Linked DNA regions of Gossypium raimondii: region 1 is linked to region 2. A link is a contact called in public Hi-C data. All regions are on one chromosome and are shown on one strand. The core of a region is the stretch at or near the end of the contact, and the rest is flanking DNA. Distances in the headings are between cores, read along the strand shown. Region 1 has its middle 18 kb from the start of LOC105781939. Region 2 has its middle 15 kb from the start of LOC105784317.

Region 1 (3,763 bases), core at 770-3,269, 130 kb after region 2:
TTCGAAATCCTAGGGCTGCCATTATACTCACTGCTGCCAATCCCTTGCATTAGGGGATTATACCCACTCCTAACACTATTCTGCCCCGTGTTCTCCATGCCTCATACCAAAAGATATCCTCAAGCGGTGATCTCGAAATAGGAATACAACAAATACAATTCATCTCCTAACTACTAAAAAAGTGACTTAGCACATCCATCTTCCATGTTCATGACTCCTATCAAGTCAGACACCCAAGACACATCACTTACCATGGTTGATTGCACTCTGTAGGGCTTATCATGCGGGATCCATCTGTCCTTCCAGATAGAAATGTTGCTGCCCGTACCAACTTGCCAACGAAGACCGGTTTCCAAAAGATCACGAGCACTCCAAATGCTGCGCCAATTAAGAGAAGGTTGTAAACCTAACTCAACTCTGATAAAATTTGTATTGGGATAATACTTAGCGTTCAATACTCAACTCACCAACGAACCAGCATTACTAACAAGCCTCCAAACTTGTTTTGCCAATAACACAAAATTAAACTTTGCAAGATCTTTGCACCATACACCCATCATCTTTAAGCGCGCATAATTTCGATCAAGAGCACCAATAAATCCCTCTTTTATCATAAGAATTTTGCCACCAAAACTTGCTAATTACCGCCTCTAACTCTCCACAAAAAGATTTCAACATCGCATAAAGAGGTATGGCTTGAAGTATCGATTTAATGAAGACCTCCCTACCTCCTAGAGTGTTAAACAATAGCATAAAGATTGTTAAGATTGTTAGTCTGTTATCAAACCTGTTAATTAGTTGGTTAGGAGCAGTTATTCCCATATGAGTATATAAACTTTATCAATGTGTTCATTCAATAGATAAGGAATATTGATTAAAGAATTACTTTGTAGTTTATCTTTCGATTCATACATTTTTTGCATAGTATCTAACATGGTATCACTTGCCTAGTCCTGGTACATGCTTCCACTTCCGCATTATGGCACCATCAACCGATTCTACCTCTGCTGATCATACGAGTCCATCATTTTCCAGATGTTTCTTTGTTTAATCAACAAGATAAGTTGTTATTCTCTTGGCTCCTCTCTACAATTAGTTCATATCTTTTATCATGCTTTACATCTGTTAAATCTGAATGCGAAATATGGATCACAGCATATCATCTTTTCGCTACTTCAATTGGTGTGAAAGTCTCCCGTATTAAACATGACATGCACTCTACAAAGAAGGGTGATTTAACTGTAAAAGAATATATCGCAAAAATAGAAATTATTTGTGCGTTACTTGCAACTTCAGGATCGGCGGTTTCAGAAGTCGAAAAGGTGGAAGTTACTTTTGCTAGCCTCTCGTCGGATTTTGACGCAGTGTTGACCTTGGCCTCGTTCTCGATGAAGCCTCTTCCCTTCCAGTAATTAGTCGACATCCTCATGGAGTTTGAAAGTCGACAGATGCGAGCAGCGTGTGAGGTTCCAATGCATGCCCATCTAATTGAAAAACCTTTGGTTGTTGCGGTGGTCGACTCAGTTTCATGCGATGTACGTGGCGAGCATTCTTAGGTAGGTTCACGTGGGCATGGATTTCAGCCACGAATACAGTGTCAAATATGCAACTGATTCAGTCATTTGGCGCAGCGCTGCTTCTATCGTTTCAATCGCAACTACGGTGGCCCGAATGCTTCCACCATGACGCGATTTTCTTCTGCGCATGATGGACAAGGGATACAAGGTGATGAGTTCTCTGGCCGTTCTAGTTTTTTTGGTGGTTCTGGATTTGGTGGTAATTTTTGGAGAGGCTGGCCACACTTTCAAAATCGTGGTTATTATTTGCCGCAAGCTAGGGCTACTCCTTTTTACTATTCTTACCCTAATGAAACTGGTCATGGAATTGGGCTTACGGTGGATCAAAAATGCTTGGTTTGGGTCTGCTAGTGGCCCACCTGATGTTTATGGTCCATATGCTAGACCATCCATAGGACATGACATGTAGTGTGATGTGGGACATGAGCTAGGGCGTGATTTGGGCCAGCACCGTGTTGGCCCATCTGTTGTGGTGCACAATAGTGGGCATAATAGTGGGTAGTACCTTGGACTGGATGCAGGTCAGTCTCTTGGGCCTACTAGCGGACAGAATAGTGGGCAGTATGTTGGGCCGAATGTAGGCTAGTCTCTTGGGCCTGCTAGTGGACAGTTTAGTGGGCCGAATAGTGGGCAGGCCAATGCTAGCAAAAAAATTTGGACTGAGTTCACTTGGGGCTAATACTAATTATGTTGATCTTGAAGGCTATATGCAAAATAATGATCCTGAAGTTTCGTGACGGACTAAACCACGAGCACGTGTATTTGATTTTGACTCCTCACAGTGTGTTCAGCTACCCTGAATCCCTGATTTTCATGCGTCTAATTTTACGAATGCCAAGTAGTATGATTCCAACTTTGATAATACTAACTCATATGTTCCTGTGCCGATAGGAACCTCATCATGGTATCCAGATTCAGGGGCCACTCATCATGTCTATCAGAATGCATCTAGTTTAAATGCCTCCACTCCATATATCGGTATTTCTTCTCTTTTAATGGGAAATGAGGCTCCCACTAAAATTTCATCTATTGGGAATACTGTTCTACCAACAAAGAAGAAGTTATTACATCTTTCTAATGTTTTGTGCGTGCCAAGCATCCAAAAAAATCTTATGTCTGTCTCTCAATTTGCTATTGATAACAATGTATTTTTTTGAATTTCACCCCTCTTATTGTGTTATTAAGGACATTTAGACACAGAAAATTTTACTGCAAGGCCAAGTTCGTGATGGTCACTATCAATTTTCGGTCGGTTCATCTATCCTTTCTAATACAATTCCCTCTATTAACAACACTGGGATCCAAGATTGTCATTTGGATGATGATGTCTTTACACTGTGGCATAAAAAGCTTAGTCACCCTTCTCTTACGATTGTTAAACTTGTTCTTGACAAGTGTCGAATTGTTTCCAATAAAAAATGTCTTGATAATGTTTGTGTTGCCTACCAGAAAGGGAAATCACGTAAATTGCCCTTTTCACACTCTACTAATGAATATATGGAATTATTTGAATTGGTTGTCTTTGATTTGTGGGGACCAGCTTTTGTTGACTGTGGGGGTAATCTGTATTATGTTTCGTTTATTGACATGTGTAGTCGGTTTACCTGGGTTTATATGATTAAACGTAAATCTCAAGTGTAGAAGCCCAAATTTGCCCAGGCCCAATTAAACCAAAAATAAATAAAACCAAAATAAGCTAAAGTCCAGTCCATTACAAGCCCAAATGCCAAACCCACCTAAAACTAACCCAAATAACCCTTACAATGGCCAAAAACTCGTATGGCCCAAAAATCAAATCAGACCCAGAAAGTTTAATCAAACTAGGGTTTCAGACTTTCTGAAACCCTAGCGCCGCATCTTTTGACCTTTGGCCCTCTGCCGCCGCAGCCACCTTCCCTTTGCCACCGCCACTTGCACCACCTACTCCACCTGCGAAATAAAGGAGAACACGCAAGCAAAGAAGGACAAGACAGTAGAAGCAATAATAAAATAAAAATTGTGTAAAAATGGCTATATAGAGGCCATTCAAATGGATTGTAACGGCTTCTTCCTCTTTACAGACATATTAGAAAAAAAAAGAAAACAAAAACTTAAAGGTGATTTCTTTGTTTTTTTATTTTAGTCTTTCTATTTTTTTATTTTTTATTTTGTAAACGAAAACAAGGAAAAAAAAGAAGAGGAAAAGA
Region 2 (3,841 bases), core at 1,102-3,601:
TGTAGTTGTAAAGTTTGTAGACTGACCAGATGGACCGACTGAGAGCTCACACTATCCAACCATCTTGGTAGCCTTTGTATTTCGTTTTGGGATGTGGCGTGTATATAGGTCTTTTGTTGTGAATATGTAAATGTTATGCTATAATGGTATTTCTAGTGAAATCGTTGATTTTGAATGTGTATGTTTGAAGTGCTTTGGTTGGTAATCCTTAATATTAAGAATTAAGTCATGATGCTTGAATGGTAACTTGACATGAGTATTTGTATTTGGTAAACTTAGATGATGGTTTGAGTATGGTAACTTGACATTTTAGTTTGGTTATTTGAGTGAATGATCTTTAATTGTGGTGCCTTTGAAGGGCATATTGGCTAGGCATAGGATGGATAAGATTTTGGCATGTAATTGGTGTTTTGAATGTGCTTTTGAACCATAGAAATGAGCTAGATATGGCATGTCTTGTAGTGTAAGGAATGGTGTATGAATTAGCTTGAATTAGGGGTTAAAATAGAGCACACGGCTGAGGACACAGGCTATCACACGGTTGTGTGCCACACACGATCTCCTCACACAATTATGTGTATTTATTGTTTTTAGGTGCAGTATCCACACGGTTTAGCACACAGCCTGCGACATGGTCATGTGACTCAACTTTGAATACATACAGTTTGGCACATGGCCTGCGAATACACACATGGTTGTGTCACAAACTATGTGCCAAACTGTGTGGCCCTATTTTGAATACTCACACGGGTGGACACAGGACCTGGAACATGGTCGTGTGTCTTGACTTCGAATGTTCACATGGTCTGGGCCATGTCACACGACCATGTGACCCCCGTTTGGCAAATTTTTAAGTTTTTCTGAAATTTATTGTTTTGAAATTTCAAATGAGACTATACAATTTTTCCTATCCTATATCCGAGAATTGGAAGTCATCAATTGGAAGATACTTGTTCAAGGAGTGGGGCCTGAAGACTGGAGACTACCGAAAAATCATTTGGTGAAGTTAAATTTCTATGCGGCTTTTCAAAAACACACAAAAAGATCTTGCTCATACAATATTATCAGAGATGAAAATGGAGGGATGTTGGGTTCAAAGATAGTAATGAATGATCACGTACCCTCAGTGTTCGCGGCAAAGGCAATTGCATGTGTCTAGGTAACTCAGTGGGGCTTAGATTTGGGTTTCTTGGAGGTGGAAATTGAAGGTGATGCTCTCTTTGTTATAAAAAACACACTTCAAAAAAGGAGGATAGATTGGAGATAAGTACATACATTAGGAGTACCAGATTCATATGCGCAGGCTATCGGCGGTGTATTTTCCGACATGCACCGGGAGAAGCAAATAGAGTAGCTCATGTTCTTGCAAATGAAGGTATCAGAATGGAAGAAAATTCTTACCTAGTGCGAAAAAATTAATTAATAATTTTACTAATTGTCATTTGAATCAGGATTGAAATTTTAAAATTTAAAAAAGCATAAAGCCTAAAAAATGGTTAAATTAGAAAATATGAATTAAATTCATGACTTATGCATAATATAAAACTAATAAAAATATTTAACCAAATAAATTTAATTACTACAGTTTCATAAGATTGAGATTTTAAAATTTAAAAATATAAAAGTTAAGAGTGACTAATTGAAGTAAAATTACAATTCATCTATTATACATAAACTAATAGAAGATTTTAACTTGTAAATAACAATGTCCAAATCGTTTGGTACCATTGATCATGAATTTGACCTGTAAAAGCATTAATATATCTGGCTTTTCTTGAGTGACTCTAGGATGTTTATCCAAAATTCTTTTCTTATGACCCCAAATGCGGATATTTTAAATAGATGAATTAGTTAGGTTATTATTTTATTGGTATAATTAATTCGATCAATTCAATTAAATAAATTATTAAAGATTTATAAAAATTTAAAAATTATTTCAGTCGATTGATCTAGTTTAATTCAAACAATGATGGTGAAAATTAGGTGGGGCTTGGTTCCTTTGTTAAATGAATTCTTTCTTCACTTTTAACTCTTAACGAGAATCTACATTTTGGTTTTGCCAAAAATAATAATTTAATTAAAATATTTTTAACTTTATCCGAATTTTATAATTTTATGTTTGGTGCGAGCTTAAAATTTTTAGTTATCCTATTTGTTGACCCAGTTTTTGATATTTTTAATATTTTGTTTTAGGGAGATTTTTTGAGATTATAATGGGTGAAACATCTTGATTTAACAAATGGAATAAAAATCAATGGAAATGGTCACATATCTAAACTGATGTATTTTAAACATAATTAAATTTGTTTAAAACATTTTGTAATAGCAACATGGCACATTGTCCCTCCTGTCACAAAGGGCAAATCTTGTCGATGAACTTTGGCATTGGTACAAAAACCAGCTGGCCATGTATATGCTGCAAGGAACAAAAACAAAAAACCCAAATTTAACCCAATTAGTTAGCAATAATAGTGTTACTTTTAGAAGGCAATATTTAACAAATCCCTTTTGTATAAAAACTAAAAACCCCATGAGAGAGAAGAAAGAAGGCATCTTTTGGGTATTGGCCGAAAAGTGTGTAACAAGGAGGTGGTCCAATTATTCTTTGTTTATAAGGGTAAGGAATTTCAATACCCCAATCAACACCTCTAGAGACCCCATCAAAATAAAAAACCAACCACTCAAATTTTCAAACTAGTACTTCCTTCCCACCTAACCTTGTTTTTTTTTCTCTTCTATAATACTAATGGCACATATATTATGTCATACTTTTGAACTTAAGATTTAGTTTATTACTTCATATAATTTTTTGTCGGTTTAAAAATCTTTTTTATCGGATTTCGGTTAAATTTAAAATCAAGTCGAATAAAACTTTTAATAGTAGACTAGTTATCACAATGTTACTTTTTTTTCTTTCACAAGTAAGGAAAATTGAGCTCTTTATCACTAGACCTAACAAGTAAACTTTTAATAAAATTTAAATTTGAATTTAAGCATTGACAACCTATTTTCTATCATCTGAAAAAATATTTTAATAATCCAACTAGCTCTATTGGGTATGAAGAATAATTTCTTTTTCCCTTTTACATATATCTTAAGGAAATGTTTTAGGGCCTGATATAAAGTACTACATGATTAACTATTTTGGGTGTTTATTTTAGCAATTCTAACTTTCATCTAATTTAGGTGAATGATATTTTTCTTTGAATTATAGTGATTGATGATATTAGTGTTCCAAGTCTTAGGATCTTTATGGATCCCGATTCCCATGGGTGCTATGATGGGTGAGATCTTCACAATTTTTTTAAAGAAGATTTTTCCCTAATCTCATCCCATCTCTAATGAAGAAGCCTTTGGCAATTTCACCTGTTCCAAATAATGCATTGACATTGTTGGTGCATAAGCTGCAATGTATCACTGTACGTGAGATTTGATGTTGGCATTTTCTATGCCACACCTATAGCCAGATTGTAATATTTCATTGAACGTTTTTTTATTTATTACAAATATATTTGGCTTTTATTCAAATTTTATTAAGTTAAATCGATAACAAAATTTATTGATAATATTCAATAGAGGTGTTAATAGATTGGGTCAGGTTTGGTTAGATTTAAACATGATATTAGTATATTTTATACTTGTTCAAGCTCAATTTGATCTGAAATATGGTCCTAAAATTTTGCCTAAGTCCATCTATATTTGTAAATGATTAACTAGAGCTCATTTTAAGCTCACCCAATTTATTTTTGAAAATTTTAAAATATATATTATTTTCAATTAAATATTCAATAATTTTATTGCTTTCATTTATTAAAATTTTATATATAGACATCTTTTGCAT

The links. Hi-C and Micro-C count contacts between places; a contact is called where the count stands out from the background.
Region 1: a Hi-C map of leaf shows a contact between it and region 2, with 1.9 times the contacts expected there. The contact joins two enhancer-like sites. A contact is called at or near these places in 2 of 2 Hi-C or Micro-C datasets (both in leaf).

Annotation. Positions count from the first base shown.
Region 1 is chr13:15,224,287-15,228,049 of ASM2569854v1, forward strand. No RefSeq gene overlaps it. Among protein-coding and RNA genes, the nearest start is that of LOC105781939, 18 kb to the right of the region's middle. Within about 2 kb of position 2,020, the one cell type or tissue checked has open chromatin away from gene starts, as enhancers often do. A contact at or near this core is called in leaf, where this site is marked.
Region 2 is chr13:15,091,325-15,095,165 of ASM2569854v1, forward strand. No RefSeq gene overlaps it. Among protein-coding and RNA genes, the nearest start is that of LOC105784317, 15 kb to the left of the region's middle. Within about 2 kb of position 2,352, the one cell type or tissue checked has open chromatin away from gene starts, as enhancers often do. A contact at or near this core is called in leaf, where this site is marked.